Regions from separate parts of the Mus musculus genome. Here all the other regions are linked to region 2. Evidence: chromatin contacts called from public HiChIP or PLAC-seq and promoter capture Hi-C data. All regions are on one chromosome and are shown on one strand. Each heading gives the region's core, a stretch centred on a gene start, on an enhancer-like site or on the middle of the called end of the contact. The rest is flanking DNA. Distances are from core to core; before and after follow the strand shown.

Region 1 (5,907 bases), core at 241-2,740, 760 kb after region 2:
CAGCTGTGGTCACCAAGCCAGGTATCAAGCTAGGGTGCACTAAGGACTGCCATCTGCTCTGCCCCTGACTGATATAAGAACAGCACCAACAACAAGGTGTCTCTTTGCCCAATGCCAGGGGGATTTTCTTTTTCTTTTTTAAAGAGAGTGTCTCATGTACTCTTGAAGTCTAGGCCGGCCTTGAACTTCTGATCCTCCTGCCTCCAGCTTCTGAGAGCTGGATCACACATGTCCTCTCCCATGCCTAGTTTATGAGGTGCCGGGGATTGAACTCGGGGCTTCCTGCATGCTAGACAGACACTCTATCAATTGAGCTCTATTTCCAGCCTCCATCAGGCATTTTGTCATAGGACCAACACAGTCCTTTAAGCAATAACAGCCATCAAAATATGCTCATTGATCCCATTTTGTGCCTGGTGCTATTGTAGGCACTGACTTTTAGTAGTGAGTGGGAAAGATGGGTTCCAACCTGTAGAGCTCCTGGTTTGATGGTGAGACAGCTATCAGGCACCAGCCCATGTCATCAGCTGATCTAGCATGGCTGCACACCGGGTGTGATGGCGCACGCCTTTAATCCCAGCACTCGGGAGGCAGAGGCAGGCAGATTTCTGAGTTCGAGGCTAGCCTGGTCTACAAAGTGAGTTCCAGGACAGCCAGGGCTACACAGAGAAACCCTGTCTCGAAGAAAAGGAAAAAAAAGGATAGTTTTAGCATGGCTGCAAGCCCAAGACCATTGTAAAAGAAAAGGATGTTGTGGAAGACTTCCTATAGGAGGAGGTACCAAAGCTCATGCCAAGAAGGAGTTGTGAGCCATGTGAAGAGTTGAGCAGAGCTTACAAGACATGGGGACAGGCATTGTGACATCAAAGTAAAAGCCTGAGGCACTGGCAGAGAACAGGCAGGTGTTGTGCGGTTTATAGGGAGAGGATGGGAGGGCTGGGGAAGCTGGGGAAAGTAGCTTGTGGGTGCAGAGACTCGGGCTGAGACCTGGAGACTGGCTTTATTTAGGAGCCTTTGGCTGGGTGTAGTGGCTCCTGCCTGTAACTCAGATATGTAAGAGATGGAGGCAGGAGAATCAGGAGTTGAAGGACCACCTCAGCTTGGTGACTTTGAGGTCAGTCTGAGCTACATGAGACTGTCTTGAAGTTAGTCCATCAGCAAGTGAGAAAGCAAGCAAGCTTGGTTGGAGCAAGCAAGCTTGGTTGGAGGGCCGCTCAGAGGGAGGCAGAGGTGCAGGCTGGGCACCATGAGAAAAAGGCAGTGGAGAACACAGTTTGCTGTTGGGGTCCTATCCTTGCTGTTATGTTTCAGACAGTGATTGTCTGGATTGATGGAGAGGCGGGGGCAGGGAGGGAAGTATGAGAGACCCCGTGATGCCATGGAGTCTTGGAAGACTAGGGGCAGGGGTTCTGGCAGTCTTTCAGTGGATTTAGGGTACCTCGCTCATCAGCAACTTAGAGGAGGAAGCTGTCTGCAGCCACCGGGGTGGCAGAGGAAGTGAACAGAAGCCCTGCCTTCCACCTCCGGAACCTGTCTGCGTTGGGAACCTGGTCACCCTCTAAGCTAGTGGGCTCCATTTCCTGATTTGAAAAGAAGCAGCGGGTGAGTGCATCTAATCTTTGGCCTGTGGGGTCCCTGAGCTATTAGAATCTTCTACCTGTTCACATGTCCGGGTAGTGGACCTCAGAGAGGAAGGTGGAGAGGTTCCTTGAATAGAAACCCAGAGGCACATCTCAGCTGGGAGCTCACAGTCAGGGGGATCTGCCAAAGGGGAGCCCCACATCCAGCCACGTTGCTGAGGCCATTGCATCATTTTACTGAGGATCTGTGAGACCCGTCCCCACAGGAAAGCTCTGACTACCTCCCCCACAGCCAGATGAGCAGTTTTCAGACCAGAGCCACTCAGAGCTTTACCGCATGAGAGAAAGCCGAGTTCCCCACCATGAAGAAACTGCTGTTTGGGGCAGGGAAGGAACCCACCTGGGACCGGTCACCAGAGGCAGTTTCAGGTCTATGTGTACTTGGCTGGACACAGGGTCTAGCTTCTCCCTGTAGAGTTGCATCAGAGTCAAAGAGAGAGCGTGCTGGCCTATAGTCACCCAGTCTGAGTAGGAGGAGCTGGCTGGGGCCCAGGCTCCCCACCCCAGCCCAACTCTCTTTTCTCTTGCTCAGTTTGTGGGGTTTGGAACTCATTCCCAGGGGGCTCTGGCCTTTTGCTCCTGGCTTCAGGGTAGGACTCAGTTTCCCAAGGTTCCCAGGCTGTAGCCAGTTTGAGGATGGTGGCTCTCAGCACCGCCCCCCCCCCCCCCCCAGTGCCTCTTCTTCAGCACAACTCTCAGGTTCCTTGTTGTGAATTTCCTTCCAGTTTGACCCCAGACCTCCAGTATCCCAGTGAGCCTGGGAATCCCAGGCTCGTGCAGAGGCTGAACGAGGGACATAAGGGAAGAGTCAAAGGTGGCCATGCGGCAAATGAAACTTCCAGAGGGGAAGTGTGGGCGGAAGAACCAGAAGTAGGTTAGGGAACCAGAAGGGGGCCATTAGCTTCTGAATCTGATCCTTGCTGGGTACGGGCAGGCCTGACAGTGCTCATCACGAAGCTGGCTGTGGGGGATGGGAAGGTGGGGTGGGATGGGACTGCTGGTCTCAGTCTCAGGCCTGACACTGCGCATTGCATTGTGAGGCTGGGGCGGGGGCGGGGAAGACACGACACACTGCTGGTCTCAGGCCCATCACGAGGACGAGGAGGGACTGCTGGTCTTTCACAAGGAGCACGAGCTCTGGGCTTCGTGAGCAAAAGCCCTGACAGACCACACCCCAAGTCTGGGGGTGCGGAGCCAATTGGCGAAAGACTCATTCAAAACTGGAGGCTGGATGGGCCAGCCTCCCTCTGTGAGGCAAGCTAACATGGATTGGGGAACACGTCTGGGTGGCTTTGGCCTTCAGCCTGGTCCACCCCATCTACATCTGGGAGAGTCTGGTCTGTTTTTTACCTGTCTTGGATTCAGGGACCCTGAAGGGATGGATGGACGGCCACTTCACCCCACTGGTGGGTGCTTACCCTCATACAGATTAACCCAGAGCTCCCTTCCCACACTTGTCTGATGCTCTGTGGAAACTGGGGTGCTGACCTGGATGTAGAGAGAGGGTTGAGGTTCCTGGCCAGGCTTCCATGTGCCTGGCTGGCAGGGAACTTGCTTGCTTCCCAAGCTTTTGCCCAGGCTGTGCCCTCAGCCTGTGCGTTTTTAACCTTCCTTGTCGTGAGAAAATATCTTGACAAAAGGAACTTAAGAAAGGGAGGTTTTCTTTAGCTTCCACTTTGAAAGCACAGCCCCTTCAGAGGGAGCAGGAGGCCACTGGCCAAGCTGCATCGGAAAGAGGAGAGACAAATGAGGTTTCTCAGTTTGTTCTCTTCAGTTTCATTCAGCCCAAGATCAGCCCATGGGACAGCACTTTCCTTCTTACACTGAGGGAATCTAGGCATGCCCAGAGCTTTGCCTATCAGGTGAGTCTAGATCCTGCCAAGGCAAAAATCAGGATAAATCACCACAGCCAGCCTGGTAACTTGTCTGCCCCTGCAAGGTTTGGTTGACTTCAGGTGTCTCACACCAGGCTTCATTCCTCACACTTGGCCCTCAGTGTCTTGCCCACTCAGTGTCGGACTCCCGTCCTCCATCCATCTCTCCCAGTCTGAATGAAAGAATGAACACATGGTGAGCCTTGGCCTTAGAGACAGTAATGCACTCTCCTGTCTCTTCCAGGGAAGGCAAGGAAGAAGATGGAGTTAGAGTTCCTCTATGACCTGTTGCAGCTCCCAAAGGAGGTAGCTCAGCCCACGGAGGAAGAGCTTCCACGAGGTCCTGGTCCTAGTGGGACAGAGTTGTTGGATCAGGGGAGGGGGATAATGTGTGACCAGCTAACTAGAACAAGACAGGTTGTATCTGGTGACCACTCATGTATCCATCCATGTATCCATCCACCCATCCATCCATCCATCCATGATCCTTCCATCCATCTACCCATTCATTCATCCATCCATTTATCCATCCATCCATCCATCCATCCATTCATCCTTCCATCCATTCTTCATCCATATATTCATCCATCCACCCACCCATCCACCATCCATTCATCCATCCACCATCCATCCATCCATTCACTCACCAGCCATCATCCATCCATCATCCATCTACTATCCATTCATCCACCATCCATTCATCTATCCATCCATCCACCTATTCATCCACTCTCCATCCATCATCCATCCACCAATCCATCCATCCACCTTCCATTCTCTATTCATCTTGTCCACTCACTCATCCATGAATCACCCATCCCTTCATCCACACACCCATCCACACATTTATCCCTCCCTCCTTTTTTCCTTCCCTCCATCCCTCCATATTCACTCACTAGCTCACTCGTGTCATCAGGAGCTGACCCCAGGCCAGCACATGACTGCAGTGCTCTATGTCTTCTCCCACCAGGAGTGGGTATACTCCAGGTTTTGGGAGATCAAGCGTCTAGTAGGTCACATAGCAGGTTACATTTTATGAGCTTGGGCAAGTCAGTCCATTCCCTGACTCAGTTTCTTCAATGTTCATTGAGATCAGTTGACCCACAAAAGCCCCTCTGGGGCTGATGCTTTCTTGGTTTTACAAATTTAAAATGTGGAGACCCTGCTGACCAAGGTCTCAGGGAAGGGAATGGCCAAGCCAAAGGGGGCACAGAGGGGCCCCAGTGATCCACTCTGGCCAGAGGTGCTTAGCAGCATAGGTGATGCCTACCTCCGCCTGGCATGCCCCTTGCTCTCTTGGGTTGTTTTTTACCCTAGGCAGGTAGGCAGGGCTTCTAAAAGATGCTACACATTTGACTCATGACCTTCAGAGTAAGGGGTGATTTCTGAGTTTACATGTGTACCTCCAGTGTGAAGTGCTCATGAGGAAATATGAATGACAGGCAGAACGAGGCTCTACCAGGAGCCTGGGATCAGTGGGTGACCTGAAGGGAGATAGCTGCCAAGGGCCCTCAGGGTTCTCACACATGTCATACCCACCTCTGCTTCCAGGAGGAAAGAAGAAATATCTGTCACCCAATTCCAAGAGGAACCCCAAGTTTGAAGAACTGCAGAAGGTACGCCACCACCATCCCCAGTCCTGAAGTCTCTGGAGCCAGGCTTGGTGCCCCTTGGTGTTGTTATAGACACAACACCCCTGTCCACACCCTATCCCAACAGTTCTCTTTTCTATGCCAAGAACATACCCCTTCTTTCCTCTGGAAACCTCTGTTTCTATAGCTCTCTCTTGGAGGCAAACTAGGCCTTGTAACCAAGTGCCCATTGGCAGCTCTTGTCATCACCCAATTCCCTAGCCATGTCTCCAGGTTTAGATGTTTGCTACAGCAATGGCAACTCCCAGGTACGGAAACCTCACATACCAGGATGATAGCTCCTGGCTTGCGGGCTCAGGCAGGTGTCTGGGAGATCTTGAGGTGGGGAAGATCTTTGCGAGCTCAGAGCAAGTTCTGAATGACTAGGGAGAACTTTCTGGAACTCGACTAGACCTTGAAGAGTGGGTAGGAGTTGCTGACCTGGCCAGGTGATTCCTGATCCCGTCAGCTGTCCCTGGTGACCAGCAGGTGCTGATGGAATGGATCAACACCACACTCCTCCCGGAGCACATCGTGGTCCGCAGCCTGGAGGAAGACATGTTTGATGGACTTATTCTGCACCACCTGTTCCGTAAGCAGAGGCCCAGGCCCCACCCCACCGCACCTGTGTTTCCCAAGCAGCTGTTCCCAGGGATTTGAAGCCAAGTGCACCTGCCTTGGCCCCACAAGTGGCTTCCTGCACCACCACAGCCCTGGTGTGTGTGTGGGGGAACCCCTTATGGCTTTCAAAGATTGTAGAGC
Region 2 (5,322 bases), core at 1,131-3,630:
CAGAAGAAACCACTGGGGGGAGGGGGAGGACTAAAGAAGGGAAACAGAAGAACTAAGCAAGAACAGAGAGCGAGAAGAGCAACACGGGAAGTCCAGGGCCTTGAGTGACAGGCATTCCAGAAAGAGAAGTGAGGAAACGAAAGACGAGAAACTGTTAAAAAAAAAAAAAAATTCAGGTCTGAAAAGTAACAATGAGGCCTTCCACACTGTCAGGGCTGTGGAAGCCAGGCATGATGGTGCATGTCTGTATCCCCAGCACTTGAGAAGTCAGGATCATGGGTTCAAAGCCAGCCTGGATTATACAGGAGACTCCAAAAATAAAGATTAAACAAAAATGGGAGCTGGAGAAATGGCTCAGCAGTTAGGAGTACTAGCTGCTCTTCCAGAGGAGCTGGGTTCAATTCTTACAACCATCTGTTTGTTTGTTTGTTTGTTTGTTTGTTTGTTTGTTTGTTTTGAGACAGGGTTTCTCTGTGTAGCCCTGGCTGTCCTGGAACTCACTCTGTAGACCAGGGTGATGTCGAACTCAGAAATTCACCTACCTCTGCCTCCCAAGTGCTGGGATTAAAGGTGTGCGCCACCACGCCCAGCTCTCACAACCATCTCTTAACTTTAGTTCTAGGATGTCCAAGGCCCTCTTCTGACCTCTGTGGGCACCAGGCACAGACATGGTACGCATACATATATGTGGTAAGATACCCACACGTGTAAAACAAAAAATAAAAAGGTCAGGTCCTTTGATTGCTGGCTCAGTGGACTAAGTTTAAACTCACATAGGAGGCTGTGCTTGTAAAATTTCAAATCTTTGCAGCCCAAATTTACATCCACAGGCTGTAGCAAGAAGGTAGTAGCAACAACAGTCGAGTGCGCCAGAGATGTATACAGTTGCATACTGATGTCATAACACACAGCATGAGGCCGCTGGACCACAACCCACTTCCAAGGATCTGAAGGACAGAGGGACTCTGGCAAGAGCTCTAGGAGGACTAGCCAACCTAGACAAAATGAGCCACTGAGAGGGAAGATGCTTCAGTTAGTTTTCTGTTTCTATCACTGAATGACATACTGGGCCATTTATATAGAGTACAAGTTACCGTCCTCAGGGTTGTAAAGTTCAAGGTCAGAAGCTGCATCTCACAAGAGCCTCCTTGCTGGTGGAGACTCTCTACAGAATCCAAGGGATGTAGGGCTTCATCTGACAAGAGGGGCCCTATCCGAGAACCTGCACTGGCTGGCTTTGATACCAGACCTACACTCAGGATAACCGATGGATCTATTCCTGAATGAATCGTGAATGGATAGGGGCCACACCGTGAATCCTTGGGACATAGTCACCTCAAGGTCCACCTGGTCCCACTTGGTTTCACCTCTTGATTCTTCACAACGGGGACTAAATTTCCACCATAGATCCCCTCCCCCAGCTCCCTCTCCCCCTTCCCGGTGACAGTCAATCCTTTGCAAATACACAATAGGACGTGAAACCTATCCAGGAGGCAGACAAGGGTACGCCAGAGGGGCGCAGAGAGACTGAAAAGCTGTAGGCACGTACAAGGCATGTAGAGCCGTTGCCGCAGGGATTGGCAAGGCTGCAGAGGTGTGCTGAGAGATGTCTCAATCAGACCGCCTTCGGCTGCTGTGCTGCTGGTTAAGAACAGGAAGCCCGGGACTGGGACGATACCTTAGTGGGTCGCATGCTCACCTTTACCTTGCAGACACCAGGATCTGAGTTTCATTTCCAGAACCTGTGTTAAAACCCTGGGTATAGTAGTACACAGTTATAATCCCAGGGCCCAGGAGGTTGAAACAGGCAGATTGGTGGGGCTCCTTGCCCAGCCAGCCTACTCTAATTGACTCACAGGAAGAGGTTGAGGGCTGCCAGCAAGTGGGTGTGGCCAGGCATAGCGCCTAGGGCCTTACTAACACAAGAGGCAGAAAGCGGTTAGTTTTGTTTTCCTTTATTTTGGGCAGTGCTGGGGATTGAAACTCAGGGGCCTTTGCGTGCACAGAAAGTACTCCACAATGGAACTATATCCCAAGTCCCTCATTAAAACAAACAAACAAATAAACAAACAAACAAAAAACACAAAATACGGATAAGATGATAGGTAGAATTCAGCCAGGCACAGTGGGGGGGGGGGGGGGAATATAATACGCAGCTCAGACTGACTGCGAGCTCACTGTCATCCTCCTGTCTCGGTGTGAAATACAAACATGTGCCACCTCTGTGGCATTCGTTGTCTGCCTGTCTGCGATGCATCTCTCCCCTCTGTGTCCAGGCCCACGATGAGGAGAGAAAAAAAGAGGGGTGCCTGGTTGAGGGCGGGCCTGGGAAGGCAGGGTGCCTCCGGGTGCGGCGCAGGGCGGGGCGGGGCGAGGCGGGGTCAGCGGCTACCAACCTCTGTGCGCAGTGTCCTTCACGGAACAACCAGCGACTGCGTGAGCGGGGCTGTGGGTACGTGAGACCCTGACGGCGGGGAGCCAAAAGGGAAACTGAGGCCAGGTCCAAGCGGGAGGGACTCCTCCCGAGGATGTGCTGCTGAGGCTGAGGGTGTTTGGCCTTTGGGGACAGCGGCCAATGTCCTGTGCCTACCTCGGTGAGGCAGGAGTTGGCTGCTGCAGCTGGAGGCAGCTGGGCGGGAAGAGGAGATAGCCTCTGGCTGCTGGGAATCCTGCTTCCCCTGCAGAGGAGTTCTGGGATCCGTGGGAAACCGAGACTATGCAAAGCCCAGGAGCCAGGATTTGAGCGGCAGCTGCCTAAGCCTGCTTTGAGATCAAAGCCTGCATGTGTGGTGTGGACGCTTCTCCTGCGTAGTGATTTGTGAACTTGGGTACTGCGTGTGTGTGCCTGGCCGTCTCAGGGCTGAGACCCGCCAGCGTCTAGAAACTCTTGATAGTGGTAGGTACCTGAGGGGTGAGGCCGACAGACAGCAGGCTTGCTTTTTAAGCTTTTCTCTGATCGGAGTTTTCGGCTTCTGTTTGTGTTCCCCTTGTTAGGGGGTTGTGCAAGCGGCGCCTTGAAAGCCAGTTTTGTTTGATAAAGTTGCCACTCCGCCACGCCATTTCCCCACACCCCAGACCTCATGGTGACCAGTTCCTGCCGGTCCTAACTGACCTGTTGCTGGCGCGATGATTACTTTCAGAATGAGAAAAGCTGGCAAAAGGTATAAGGAGGATTTGCAAGTTCGTTAAAAACAAAAAGTCCTAAAATTCCTCGGGACAGAAACGGCTTTGCTGGAAGGAAAGCTCAAGGATGGGAGGAGCTTCACGCAGTGGACGGAAGAGGGCGTGGCCGGCTCCCTTCTGTTTCTGGGTCATAGTCTCTAGGGAAGCCCCAGGGCAACAGGTACCCCAGGCCCATTGGCTCTGACCTAGCTTCACAGATAGCAGCCTAGGAGAAGGAGGGCTCAGGCATCCTTTCTGGCTGTCCTACTAAGAGGTGGGGCCCGAAGCTCTATGGAGTGATGGTGCTAAGTATGGAGAGGGCGATGCTGTTGGCCTGTGTCCATCAGACACTGAGAAGAGAGACAGCCTGTGGACCTGATCCTTGCCCAGGGCATTGTATCCCAAGGGAAGGTGACCGAGAGTGGCCGAGTGTCATTGTGGATGTAGAGATACCAACCTGGAATGTTCTACAGTTTCCCCATCAGTTTCTTTCTTTCTTTCTTTCTTTCTTTCCTTTCTTTCCTTCTTTTTTTTTTAAAGATTTATTTATTTATTATATGTAAGTACACTGTAGCTGTCTTCAAACACCAGAAGAGGGCATCCGATCTCATTACAGATGGTTGTGAGCCACTGTATGGTTGCTGGGATTTGAACTCAGGACATCTGGAAGAGCAGTCAGTGCTCTTAACCCCTGAGCCATCTCTCCAGCCCCATATCAGTTTCTTTACCTGGAAGGTGACACTAGCAATAAACCCTTTCTGGGGACTGTGGATCAAAGAGAGGTGGCTGACCCCTGCCCTGTGGCTGCTGTGGGGAGTACATGAAGGTTTGACTGAGTGAGTGAGTGCCTTTGAGTAAGGCTTGGCTCCTTTACTGAGGCCCTGGGGTGGTGACCATCGAGAAGGCCTACTACCATACTCTCCTCTGTCTAGTCCTTATTCTTCTGTCCAAGATGCTCTCTGGAAATGAAAAGGTAGCCATCTCCTCCTCCCCTAGAGGAAGCAGCTGAGTGGTCCCTGAACTGATAGTCACAACCCTGGGTGGAGTTTTCCAGGGAGGTCTTGGTGTTCTGTCCTTCCTTCCTGGAACACCCCAAGGACCCTGAGCAAGCTGGTGACAGGGTGAAGCTTAGGATGTTACATGTCTTCTAGAAGAGACCGAAATAAAGGGTGAGTGGGTGGCTTTGCCCCTCTGAGTATCTCCGTCCTGCACTCTATACTATCCTGGGATTCCACCCTGAGCTGATCTCCTGCCCAGCTCAGTCTAGCCGAGGGGTGACTCAGCTTTATGGGCCCCACCCCTGCCTGTCTACCACCCCTCTGTGTGGGTGACTCAGGAACTGGGCAGTCTCCAAGAAGTCCCTGGAAGGTCCCTGGCCCAACTTTCTCCTTCAGTTTCAAGTGGGGTGGTGACTGTCCTGTTTTGTGACTTTGGATGGAAATAGGGGGCCCTCCCTTTGATCCCCTTAGTGAAGCAGAGCATAAAGATAGTCTTGCCTTCCAGGGCGGCTAGAGGGTGGGAGTAGAAACCTGGGGTCCAGTGTCCTGTCCCTAGATCCTGTCCTTATGGTATGTCTTTGGGACAGCCACCACACTATAATGGGAGACTTGATGGACTCTGAAACATTGGTTGGTCCTGTTTAAGAACTTCCCAGACACAGAGAATGCCCCCCTTGCTCCCACCCCTGGCGCATAGCTGTCATGAGAGCACTTTCTCCTTCAAAGCCATGGCAAGAGGGAAGAGGTACTACTGTGGGGCGTAAGGCTGGCAAACCTCTAAGGCAGGGAGGGTTCCCAGGAAGGAAGCCAGCCACACACAGGCTCTGACCCGCTAGGGAGTGTTCAGGAAAGGCAGCTTCTGAGGGACCTAAGGGACTTGCTGGTCATGAGGAAGGGCAGGGCTGGGTTGGCACAAGAAACAAGTGCCCAGTAGGCATTGGTTTCTTTGTGGGAAATGCACACGTTTGGAACTTGGTGTCAATGGCTGGGGAGACAGCAACATCATTGACTTGTGTGATTGCTACTTTACGTTTGGGGACTTTCAGCTAAATTACTAAAACCTGTTGTCTGCAGTGGTGGTGCTTGCCCGGGAGGCTGAAGTAAGAGGACGACTATCAGTTTGAGGCTGGTCTGGGCTACATGGTGAATATCTTTGTGCCCC
Region 3 (5,220 bases), core at 2,471-4,970, 600 kb after region 2:
CCAACAATGCAAACTCTTATTTTAAAGAGATGTGCTTTGTTTGTTTGTTTGTTTTTGTTTCTGTGCATGTGTGAGTCTGAATGAGTATATACATACCAAGTGCATAAAAGGGCCCTGGGAAGCCAGAAGAGGGCATTGGATTCCCTAGAACTGGAATGAGAAATGGCTATGAGCTGTTATGCGGGGTCTGGGAATTGAGCCCCTGACCCCTGCAGGCTGTAAGGGTCTTAACAGCTGAACCATCTCTGGAGCTCCCAAATAGTTTCAAACCTAAATGACTTGACCTAACTAAATATTAAAACCTTATTTTGTCTATCAAAATAAAAATATTTTCAAATATATGATGTCTTCTGTTTCCTAGGCATCCAGTTGTTACAGCAAAGGCATAATAGCTTCTATCGGTACCACATAGACTCAAGGCATTGTGAACTGCTGCAGAGAGGAGAAAGACCCAGCTTTCAGGCCCAGTTTCACTCAATCCCACAGTGTATTTTGAGGTAAATACCAGAGTTGTGGAGAAATGGATGCTTTTTCTCTTGGGAAAGAATGGGGCGTTATTCAAGCTTGGACAGCCTCCCTGCTATCATGGAGATCTGACATCCCATCCTGCAGACCTGCAGAGAAATGTGTGTGGGGGGGGGGGGGACACAGCCGCCACAGGTCTTGTTTGAAGGGGCACAAAATACATCCAGACCCCAAATTCTCAGTACAGAGAAGATTTACTACTCCAGAGGGACAAGCAGGTTAGATGGGGTGAGGGGTAGGGGCTGCCTGTGGGTCTGACAAAGACAGCAGCAGGAATTTCTTCAGGAGGGTTTTTTAAGGAGAAACGGGGGAAGCCTGTGTTCGGATGACTTGGTGATGATTGGACATGTTAGCCGGTGTAGCCATATAATGAATTTTGATAGCTGGACCTTGGAGTTTCAGGCATAAGGAGGTGGCCAAAATAAGAGAACAGCCCTTGGTGGCTTAGCTTTAGAAACATGACCTGTTTAGAGAGGGAGAGAGGGAGAGGGAAAGGAATAAATCTATCAGCATCATGTTTGCGATGCTTGGTTCTGTTACAGAGCCCTTCACTCTTACCATGGGCAGAGCTGTCACATGCTCTTGTGTGAACCGATGGTGACAAATGGGGAAACTCATTCAGCACAGGAGATGTCACCAGCCTACCACACTGCCAACAGAATAGTGGGTCGTGGTTATCCAAGGGCCAGGTGAGGAGTTTGGTTGTTAGGCAGACACAGCCCTGGGATGAGGGAGAGGGAAGGGCTCCTAGCACCGTGCTGACTGTGATTCATGCTTAGCCTCACCTGAACCTCATGCTTCTGGTTCGGAAGACTGCTTCCGGGTCTCTCTCAGCACACGAGGATAGGCAAGAAGACAATGTGTGGCCAGTGGGCCCTTATATTTTTCTAAAATTCAGACAGGAGACCAAGAGAGGAATATGGACAAACAGACACATGAGCCATGAGAAAGGATGTAAAGCCATCTTTTCCCCCCTAGATTCAACCCTGTCACAGTTTTCACCCTCCATAATGGAAATGGGGATTCTGTTCTCTGGATATTGAAGTACCAAGGACCATTCTTGCCATGCAGAAGATTCCAGCCTGTGTTGTTCCTTTGAGACATGACTGGATGGGGTAGCTTTTGAATCCTACGCAACATTCATGCAGAAGGAATCACACATTTCACATTACTGAACACATGTGTTGTGTAGCCCTGGTCATCCTGGAACTCACTCTGTAGACCAGGCTAACCTCGAATTTGGAGCTCCACCTGCCTCTGCTTCCCAAGTGCTGGGATTGAAGGTGTGTGCACACTGCCTATCTCAAGAAAGTTTTTTTTTTTTTAAAGAAATTTGTTCTAGCTGGGCGTGGTGGCGCACGCCTTTAATCCCAGCACTCGGGAGGCAGAGGCAGGCGGATTTCTGAGTTCGAGGCCAGCCTGGTCTACAAAGTGAGTGCCAGGACAGCCAGGGCTACACAGAGAAACCCTGTCTCTAAAAACCAAAAAAAAAAAAAGAAATTTGTTCTGTGGGGTGAGGGATTTTGTAACTTTTCTTTTGTTCTTTTTTCTTCTGCCTGAAACAATAGCAAACCATTCTACTAGAGGCCTGGAGAGATGGTTCAGTGGTTCATATGTTGCTTCTCCATAGGACCTGGGTTAGGTTCCCAGCACCCATAGAGTGATTAACAACTGTCTGTGACTCCAATTCCAGGGATGCCCCAGCTGGTAGGACCCAAGTGTGTGTGTGTGTGGGGGGGGGGCATTCCAAACCAGAGTGCCGGAGTGGGCTGGGAAGAAGATGCTCAAGAGTCCAATACTCTCTCCTAGATTTCATGGGTACTAAACCTGAATGTGGTACACAGCTATGCATGCAGCCAAAACACCCATACACATAAGAATATTAAAAATAAATTTTAACTAAAATATTCTATTAAAGAGTAGTGTACAGGGGCTGGTGAGATGGCTCAGTGGGTAAGAGCACCGACTGCTCTTCCGAAGGTCCGAAGTTCAAATCCCAGCAACCACATGGTGGCTCACAACCACCCGTAATGAGATCTGATGCCCTCTTCTGGTGCGTCTGAAAGACAGCTACAATGTACTTATATATAATAAATAAATAAATAAATCTAAAAAAAAAAAAAAAGAAAAAAAAGAGTAGTGTACAAATTGTATTGCTATACTTGGTCAAAGATACTTTGTAGTCAGAAGAGGCACAGACAGGACCACAAACCATCTAGCTCCCAGCTTTCCTTACTCCTGCCTTCATTGGCACCGGCCAATCACATATTTTATTTATAAGTGACACTTGTACATGGAAACTTCAGGTCCTCCCTGCCTGGTGTTGTCTTCCTGTAGTCTTAGTTACTTAGGAGGCTGTGGCAAAGGGGCCAGAGGCTGAAGTCCAGGCTGAGTCACTGAAGGAGGCAGCTGGTTAAAAGAAAAAGGAACCCAGGGCAGCTCAGTGGTAGAGCCTTTGCCTAGCATGCAGGAGGGCCGAGGTTCAGTTCTTAGTACTGTAAAATTAAACAAGGCGCTGAAAGGATGGTTCAGCGGTAGAGGCCACAACTACTCTTACAGAGCACCAGAGTGGAGTCCAAGAATCCACGCGATGGCTCACAATCCTCTGCAACTCCAGTTCTAGGAGGTTTAACGTCCTCTTATGGCCTCCTTGGTCACTGCACACCCATGGTGCATAGACATACATGCAGACAAAATACTCATAAACATGGGGGCGGGGAGCCTAAGTATCTTTTTAAGAGGAAGGAAGGAAGGAAGGAAGGAAGGAAGGAAGGAAGGAAGGGAGGGAGGGAGGGAAGGAGGGAGGGAGGAAGGAAGGGAGGAAGAAAACCTCTCTCCATGAATTAAAAACGAACAGAAAGCAAAATAAATAACTGCAAAAACAGACACCCTACATGAAAATAAAGGAAAGACAGCATGTGGATGGTAGCATCTCTCGTGTAATAAAGAAAAGGAGAGAGTGCCACCGGCGTGCCATCCAGAACCTGAAAGAAAAGGGTATTCAAAGAGCCATTCTGCCCAGCAAGCATCCAAGCCTAGGATTTGGGAAAGCCCACGCGGGAGGGACATGGGGCGGGGCATGAGTCCAGTACGCCCATTGGGCCTCCCACTGGCTTATTTGCATGGTCCTAGTGGGGCGGGGCCTCAGCTGACGTCACCCGAAGACAGCTTAGGCGGCTGCGGCTCTTTAAGCTCAGAGCAGCAACACCGGGAGCAGAGCTGAACTGCAGCGCCGCCCGGAGCTTCAAGCACCATGTATGACCCAGAGCGCCGCTGGAGCCTGTCGTTTGCAGGCTGCGGCTTCCTGGGCTTCTACCACGTCGGGGCTACGCTATGTCTGAGCGAGCGCGCCCCGCACCTCCTCCGCGATGCGCGCACTTTCTTTGGCTGCTCGGCCGGTGCACTGCACGCGGTCACCTTCGTGTGCAGTCTCCCTCTCGGTGCGTCCACGGCCACTACCCAGGCCCCGCGTGCGGGGAGGGGTTGCTACACCTGGGGAATCGGTAACACTTTCCGGGGTGCCCGAAGAAACCTGTCCGGAGAGCTCTCATCCTTCCCGGTGCCGTTGAGCACTCAGCTGGAGACCCTGGGCCTGTCACCTGGCGTGGGATTTCCCGGGGCCGGCTGGAGCAGACGCGCTCCGAGCATCTTCTTCCTGACCCGCTCTGGCGCCCTGGTCCTGTCAGCTGGGTCATCCCTGAGCAGCAGGGAACGACGCAGGTTTGCCGGGTCCTCTGGTCCCTGAGCCGCAGAAGGTTTGTCCTGTGTGGCTCTGGCTAGTGTCCCATGGCTGGTGCCGCCAGGAAGGGCAGAAGGCACCCAGACTAGAACACCCTTAGTGGCAGTCCAATGCTCCGGTTGCCTTTAGAGGTGGCTGGTGGGGGCGGGGTACGTGGATTAGAGAAATATTTGGAACACTCCCTAGAAGCTGGAATGGGTTCCCAGACAGATCCAGTTCCACTCTCTCCTGTCTTCACTAGCCTAGATAAGCGGCCCTTCCCAGATCGATGTCACTGACATTCAGGGCATTTGAATCTTGGCCTAATTAAACATTTGCCCATGCACCCATGAGCGAGAGGAGGCGAGTACTCTCCTCTCCCCCACTAAACTACTAGGATGTGATGCCTTCTCTTCCCAGTGTCATAGCCGGATGCTTTTGGGGTTGTGGGCAGGGCTTGGCTAAGTGCCCACGGGGGGGGGGGCGGACTGCTGACACCCAAAGGTCCCCAGGCTGCATGACAATGTCCCACATCAACCCTCTTTGATCTGGGGCCTCTTTAACACTTTACTCTTTGCTCTCTGCTGGCCACAGCCAGCAGGGAGAGACTTTGGCAGGCAGGGGAAAGCCCCTGCTGATGAGCGGAGCTCTGCCATTGGATGGGATCGGTGAGCAGACCCTGAGCCGATGAGAATCAGGGATTAGAAGACAAGCAAATCTGGCTGTGTGCCTGCTTGTCTGGGTTTCCCAGTGAGGAGGGAGCCAGGAGTAAAGGGCAGTGAGAGTGGCCTCTGGAAAGACTAGATTAGTCCAGTGGCCATTGCACACCCTGGGCTTCGGCACTAAAGGCAGTTAGTTCTTAAATGGAGGGCTCTGAGCCCAATAGCGATGGATGATTATTGGGACATGGTTTAAATGCATTGACTCCAGGAATCTTAAGTACACCCACTTTCATATAGAGCAATGGTTCTCTCAAC
Region 4 (5,349 bases), core at 1,963-4,462, 540 kb after region 2:
TCTGGCTATTCTCTATACGTCTACCACTGTGACGGCCTTCCCAGGCTGGGCTGTTCATCCCAAAGCCAGGAGATGGGAGTAGGTGGGGACAGGCTTGGCTATACGTGTCTGGAGCAAGCCTGAACAACTTGCAGACACACGAGCTGGCTCCAAGTCCAGTTTAGACAGACTGGAAGCTGTCCTCTAACTAGGATCAAACCTAGGTCCTCACAACCTGCCTTCTTCCAGTAGACAATGCCTTTCAGCCACTAGGGGTCCCTGACACTGAGGTGAGTGGCTCCTTGATGCATGGAGGTGCCTGGCCTTAGCCCTGAGCCAGCCCTTCCCTTAAGGAGGCTTGTGTTAAAATAACAGCAACACACACACACACACACCAACCCCTGAGCACTGGGACAGGATTGGGGAATTGCCAGTGACTGCCACCTCTCTCCCAAGGCAAAGAACCTGAGATATGTCCACCCTGTCTCTCCAAGGGCCCTGCAGACTGGGCAGAAGGCTACAGAGGCTGTCTTTCTCTGGTCTTGTTCCTCTCCTCTCCCAACTGAGACCACTCCCCTGCCTGATCAGTGCTGGGCTCAATCCTGCTGTCAGGCCCAGACTCAACCCTGGAGGTCAGTGGATCCAGGAAATGCCAGGAGAGCTAGGGGCAGCCAGGCTCAAACCTGACAGTGGCTTCTCTCTGGGAGGTAAGGTGAGTGGCCCCAGTACCCTGCTGGGCACAGCATTTGGCACCTGCAGCAGCAATGTTGGTGCCAAGGCAACTGACCCCAGAGTGACCCAGAGGCTGGTCACCTGACTTCTGAAAAGAAAGCTTTCCTCCCAGCAGAGCCCAGGGAACCTGCCACACAGGTGACTACTCAAGCCACAGCCCCCACCTGTGCTGTGGGACTCCCAGTCGAGCCTACTCAAACGTCATGGGTGAGGTTGAGGAGCTGAGCCAGCACAGAGCCTGGAGGTGGCTCCTTGGTTCTTCCTAACGCAACTGTGCTCTAGCACAGTGGCCTTGAGGAGGGAGGGACAGGGAGTGGCAGGGGCATCCATCAAGAAACACCAGGACATAGACTGTCCCATTCAGGAAGGCGGCTCCCAGGATGTGATGGGGAGGGCAGAGTTGGGATCCCTGAAGCACCCCTGGGGTCTTGTTGCTAGGGAAGGGGTTGATGCTTTTACACCAACTCTGGCCCATTCTTCTCTCTGCACTTGGTACATGCTACACCCAGGACACGTCTGCTACCCAGAAAACCAGCATCCAGCCAAGGGTGGAGGGTGAAGGGCTCCTGTAATGCCAACATTTGAGAGGCTGAGACAAGAGGATCGCGAGTTCAAGGTTAGCCTCAGCTATACAGCAAGTTCAATACCAGCCTGTGCTACCTGAGACCCTGTCTGGAGCAACAAAAAAACTGTCATCCTGTGGGGTGACTGTGATAGTATACCCCAACAATCCCAGAACTGGGAAGGCTGAAGCAGGAAGACTGGAAATTCAAGGCCAGCCTGGGGTACACAGAGACTCTGTTTCAAATATTTATGCACGTATGCATGCACGCACGCACGTACGCACGCACGTACGCACGACGCATGCACACATAGATGTTTCCCATCCAACTCCTCTCTGCAGTGTCCAGGGAGCTCCCCAGAAGCCACCAGGCTCCTGCACAGGGTTTGTCTAACACTCGCCAGCCCTCCCAGTTCACAGCTGGGCCTCTAGCCTGGCTACTCCCTCAGGTATCCCGGGTCAAAGGCCCTCCCCAGCTCCTTCCTCAGTAACCCAGGCTCTGGCCCTTTCCTCCAGGAACTCCATTACAATCCCAGCCACACCCCCTGGTCCTAAGGGCTCTGAAAACCAAGTCTCCCACAATTCCAGGGTCTAGGGAGGGAACTAGAATCTTCTTTTACCCACGGGCACATTCATACCCTTTGTAGCGAGGACACAGCCATGATGCCTCCTTAAGTACCACCCTGAGGCTGGGCACCCAGCTGAGAGGCAGGGCATACATGAGCCATAGGGCCACAAGGCCCTGGGTTCATCCCAGGCACTAAACCAAAAAAGACAACACCAGGTACAGCCACTAACCCAGATGTGGAGCACCCAGCGGAATGACCAGCACATAGAGAGTTCTCCAAAAGGCAACCCTAGCTAAAGCCAGCAGGGACCCAGGGGTGGGACTGTGGGGTGGTTGCAGCCTCACTCAGCCTGGCTTGTCTCCTGACATGCCTTTTCAGGACAGCCCAGCTGGCTGTATGCCCAGTGGTGGGTCAGTGCCTACACCTGGACTTGACCCCAGGGCCTTTGCACCCCAACTCCTCCCCTGAGAGCGCCCACCACTCTCTGTGAGGATGATGGGCAGCTGCCCAGGAAACCCGGACTCCACCCCGGGAGATGCCCTGCTTATATTTTCTCCTGTAACCGCCTGCTTGGATACCTCGGGGTGATGGACACCTTCTCAACTACCTGAGCCTGCAGGACAATGGTCACAAGGACGCCCTACAGGGACAGGAGAACCGGCTGAGCTTGTCCTACAGACCCCAGAAAAGGCACCACACAGCCATCTCTACACCAGGCCTGGAGAACTGAGTGGCTCAGATCTCAGCCCAGCTGTGTGACCTTGGACAAGCCTCCTCCCCTCTCTGATCCTCTGCCTAGAAGCTCTACCTTACACGGCTGCTGGGGACCCAGGTGCCCAGGTCCCGCCTGGTGACAGTCGGCCTGTAAACAGCATACAGGGGCAGCGGAGGGCGGTCCCATCCCCCACAGAGCCCACACTGGAGGCGCGCCCACTGCCCTCATCACACGGGGAGCCGGACAGGACTAGGGCACAGAGAGGCTGAGCGACCTGCCCAAGGTCACACAGCCGCGCGAGCGACCGGTACGGCGTGGGGTTCCCGGCTCACCTGACTTGGGGTAGGTGACGATCCACACGTCGCTGGGCCGCACGGGGAAGTCGGCGATATCCTCCATCTTCCCGCGGCAGAAGGGCGGCAGCCGCACGCCATGGAACTCGAAGTACTTGCTCTCGAACTCGCCCGGGGTGCCCGGGGTCTCCGCTTCGCTCTCCGCCATGCCGCCGCCCGGCCCGGCCCGCAGCTCCAGGGCGTGACGTCACGGCGCCGGCGCGGGGCTCCGCGGGCATGACGTCATGGCCGCACCCACGCACGCCGCGCCCCTGACGTCGGTTGCCGAGGCCCCGCGCCTGCCGCAAAGGTGCGTCGGGTCCGTATCACTGCCTGTCAGTCATGCGTGGCAGGTCAGGGTCCCCACACCCTAGAGCAAAAAAGGAGGCGTCTGCGCAGACCCAGGGCGAGCCTCGGGGTCCGGGAAGCCGCACCTCCAGAAGCTTCTGATGCCAGAGATGGAAGAGCCCGCATCAGAGCGCGGCTGACAAAGGCAGCGTTTAGAGAGCCTGCAATCAAGTGCCAGAGAGAACTCCCCCCAGGAAGAACCCCGGCAGAGAGGCCCCAAGAAAAGAAACCCAAGACAGAAAACCTCCAGGCAGAGAGGACTCCCACCCCCACCCCACAAGCAGAGAAGACCATCAGCAGAGGATTCCCCTTGCAGATAGAAACCCCAGAGTGGGCCCTTCCAGGCAGAGACCAGACGCTTGGCAGAGAAATCTCCAGGCTGAGAAGAGGCCCCCTCCCCGAGGACACCCCAAACAGAGGCGATCCCCCCTCCTCCAGAGAGGAAACTCCCATGCCGAGAAGACCCTCGGCAGAGAGGAACCCAAGAGTGGACATCCCCGCCCCCAGGCAAAAAGGACCTCAGGTAGAGGGGACCCCAGCAGAGATGCGCCCTCAGGAAATCCCCCAGAGAGGACCCTCCAGGTGGCGCCCGCCACCTGTCCAGGTCCCATCCTTGACAATGGGAATCCTATTTCCAGGAGCCACATCTGGGGAAAGCAGCTAACAAGAACCCAAGGGTCTGGGAAACCCCTTAGGAGTAGAGCTCCTCCCTCTCGGGAAGCCCTGGGGTCAGTTCCCCAGCACTGGAGAAAAGGGAAACAGACAAACAAAAGTTGGGCTTGCGGCACACTTGTGATCCCAGCAACTGGAGAGTGGAGACAAGAAGATCAAGAGTTCAAGGCCAGCCTCGGCTACATCGTGCATTTGACGCTAGCTTAGGATACATGAGAGCCTAAGAAAGGGGCAGAGAAAACTGTCTCCTTTTTCTCTCTAGCACGGGAGATGCACAGACCTGTCTGGATACAGAGAGTAGGTATGGGACCTTCTGGTTTTCCACACTGAAGGGCATCTTGGGGGAGCAGTTGGGGTGACACAAAGGGGCTCTGGGCCCCAGTAACATTGTTTCAGGTGCGATCCCTGAGAAGTGAAGAGTAAGAGGCAAGGAAGAGCCCCTCTGAGTAAGAAGAGAACATATAGACCGGAATTCATGGTGCTAAGAATGCATCCTGGAGCTGACAAGATGGTTCAGTGGGTAAAGCGCTTGCTGCCAAGCCTGACAACCTCAGCTTCACTCCTGGAACCCACATAGTGAAAGGGGAATACTCCCACAAACTTACCTTTGACCTTCACATACACATCAACTTGCATACTAACGACACACGAAATAAATGTAAAATGTGTTGCTTTTTTTTCTTTTTTTTTCCTTTTTTCTTTTCTTTTTTTTTCTTTTCTTTTATTTTTTTTTTTATTTTTTTTGTAATTTTAAAGAAAGCGTCTTGGCTGTGTCAGTCACGGCTTCACTCGGTTTCAACGCAGTGGACAAATGCTGGAGGCATCTGAGGTGTTAGCAGTGTCCGCACTGAGCAGAATCCTGCCACAGAGGGGTGGAGAATGTATTTCTCATGCGTGATGAATGCCCTAGTCTGCTCCCGTTTGTTTATTTATTTATTTACTTACTTACCTGTATGGGTGTTTTGCCTGGACATATTCTGTGCACCTGGTATCCAGGAGGAAAGAGGATACACTCTGGAGCTGGAGTTACAGACAGTCAGGAACCCCTATGTGGATGCTCGAAGCCACACCCAGGTCCTCTGGAAGAGCAGCCAGTGTTCTTAATCACTGAGCCATTGCTCCGGCTCCCTGATTTGCCTTTTTATTACCGTGTTGAATGCCTGACCCAAATCAGCATGGGCAGGAAAGGGTTTATTTCAGCTCACAGGTCCCAGACCATCATTGGAGAAAAGTCAGGATAGAAACTCAAAGGGGAAACCTGGAGGCAGGAGCTGAAGCAGAGGCCATGGAGGAGCGCTGCTTACTGGCTTGCTCCCGATGGCTTGCTCAGCCTGCTTTCTCTTTTTTCTTTTTGTTTGTTTGTTTGTGTTTTTTGTTTTGTTTGTTTTTCGAGAAGGGTTTCCCTGTATAGCTCTGGCTGGCATGGAACTCACTCTGTAG

Evidence for each region. Promoter capture Hi-C pulls out the DNA fragments that hold promoters and counts their contacts. HiChIP or PLAC-seq counts read pairs in DNA pulled down with a chosen protein or histone mark.
Region 1: a promoter capture Hi-C map of embryonic stem cells shows a contact between it and region 2, with 3 times the contacts expected there. The contact joins the promoter of Parvg here to the promoter of Tspo in region 2.
Region 3: a contact with region 2 is called in a FOXA1 HiChIP or PLAC-seq map of pancreatic cancer cells. The contact joins the promoter of Pnpla3 here to the promoter of Tspo in region 2. A contact is called at or near these places in 1 of 39 promoter capture datasets (hippocampal neurons) and 1 of 115 datasets of contacts at active chromatin or transcription factors (pancreatic cancer cells).
Region 4: a contact with region 2 is called in a promoter capture Hi-C map of embryonic stem cells, with 3 times the contacts expected there. The contact joins the promoter of Sult4a1 here to the promoter of Tspo in region 2. A contact is called at or near these places in 2 of 39 promoter capture datasets (embryonic stem cells and hippocampal neurons) and 1 of 115 datasets of contacts at active chromatin or transcription factors (craniofacial prominence).

Annotation. Positions count from the first base shown.
Region 1 is chr15:84,323,230-84,329,136 of GRCm38.p6, forward strand. It overlaps Parvg (parvin, gamma), which reads left to right and starts at 1,491. Exons shown (of 13, transcript NM_022321.4): 1 at 1,491-1,602; 2 at 3,759-3,854; 3 at 5,066-5,130; 4 at 5,635-5,737. The coding sequence starts at 3,776. It overlaps Gm22890 (a small nucleolar RNA gene), which reads right to left and starts at 123; the gene lies at 1-123.
Region 2 is chr15:83,561,193-83,566,514 of GRCm38.p6, forward strand. It overlaps Tspo (translocator protein), which reads left to right and starts at 2,381. Exons shown (of 4, transcript NM_009775.4): 1 at 2,381-2,452.
Region 3 is chr15:84,164,096-84,169,315 of GRCm38.p6, forward strand. Pnpla3 (patatin-like phospholipase domain containing 3) reads left to right here and starts at 3,721. Exons shown (of 8, transcript NM_054088.3): 1 at 3,721-3,965. The coding sequence starts at 3,779. It overlaps Mir6392 (microRNA 6392), which reads left to right and starts at 4,175; the gene lies at 4,175-4,282. It overlaps Gm33530 (a long non-coding RNA gene), which reads right to left and starts at 1,735. Exons shown (of 3, transcript XR_384288.2): 1 at 1,311-1,735; 2 at 1,084-1,174; 3 at 764-988.
Region 4 is chr15:84,102,542-84,107,890 of GRCm38.p6, forward strand. Sult4a1 (sulfotransferase family 4A, member 1) reads right to left here and starts at 3,213. Exons shown (of 7, transcript NM_013873.3): 1 at 2,890-3,213. The coding sequence starts at 3,058. It overlaps Gm46526 (a long non-coding RNA gene), which reads left to right and starts at 2,300. Exons shown (of 2, transcript XR_001781726.2): 1 at 2,300-4,210.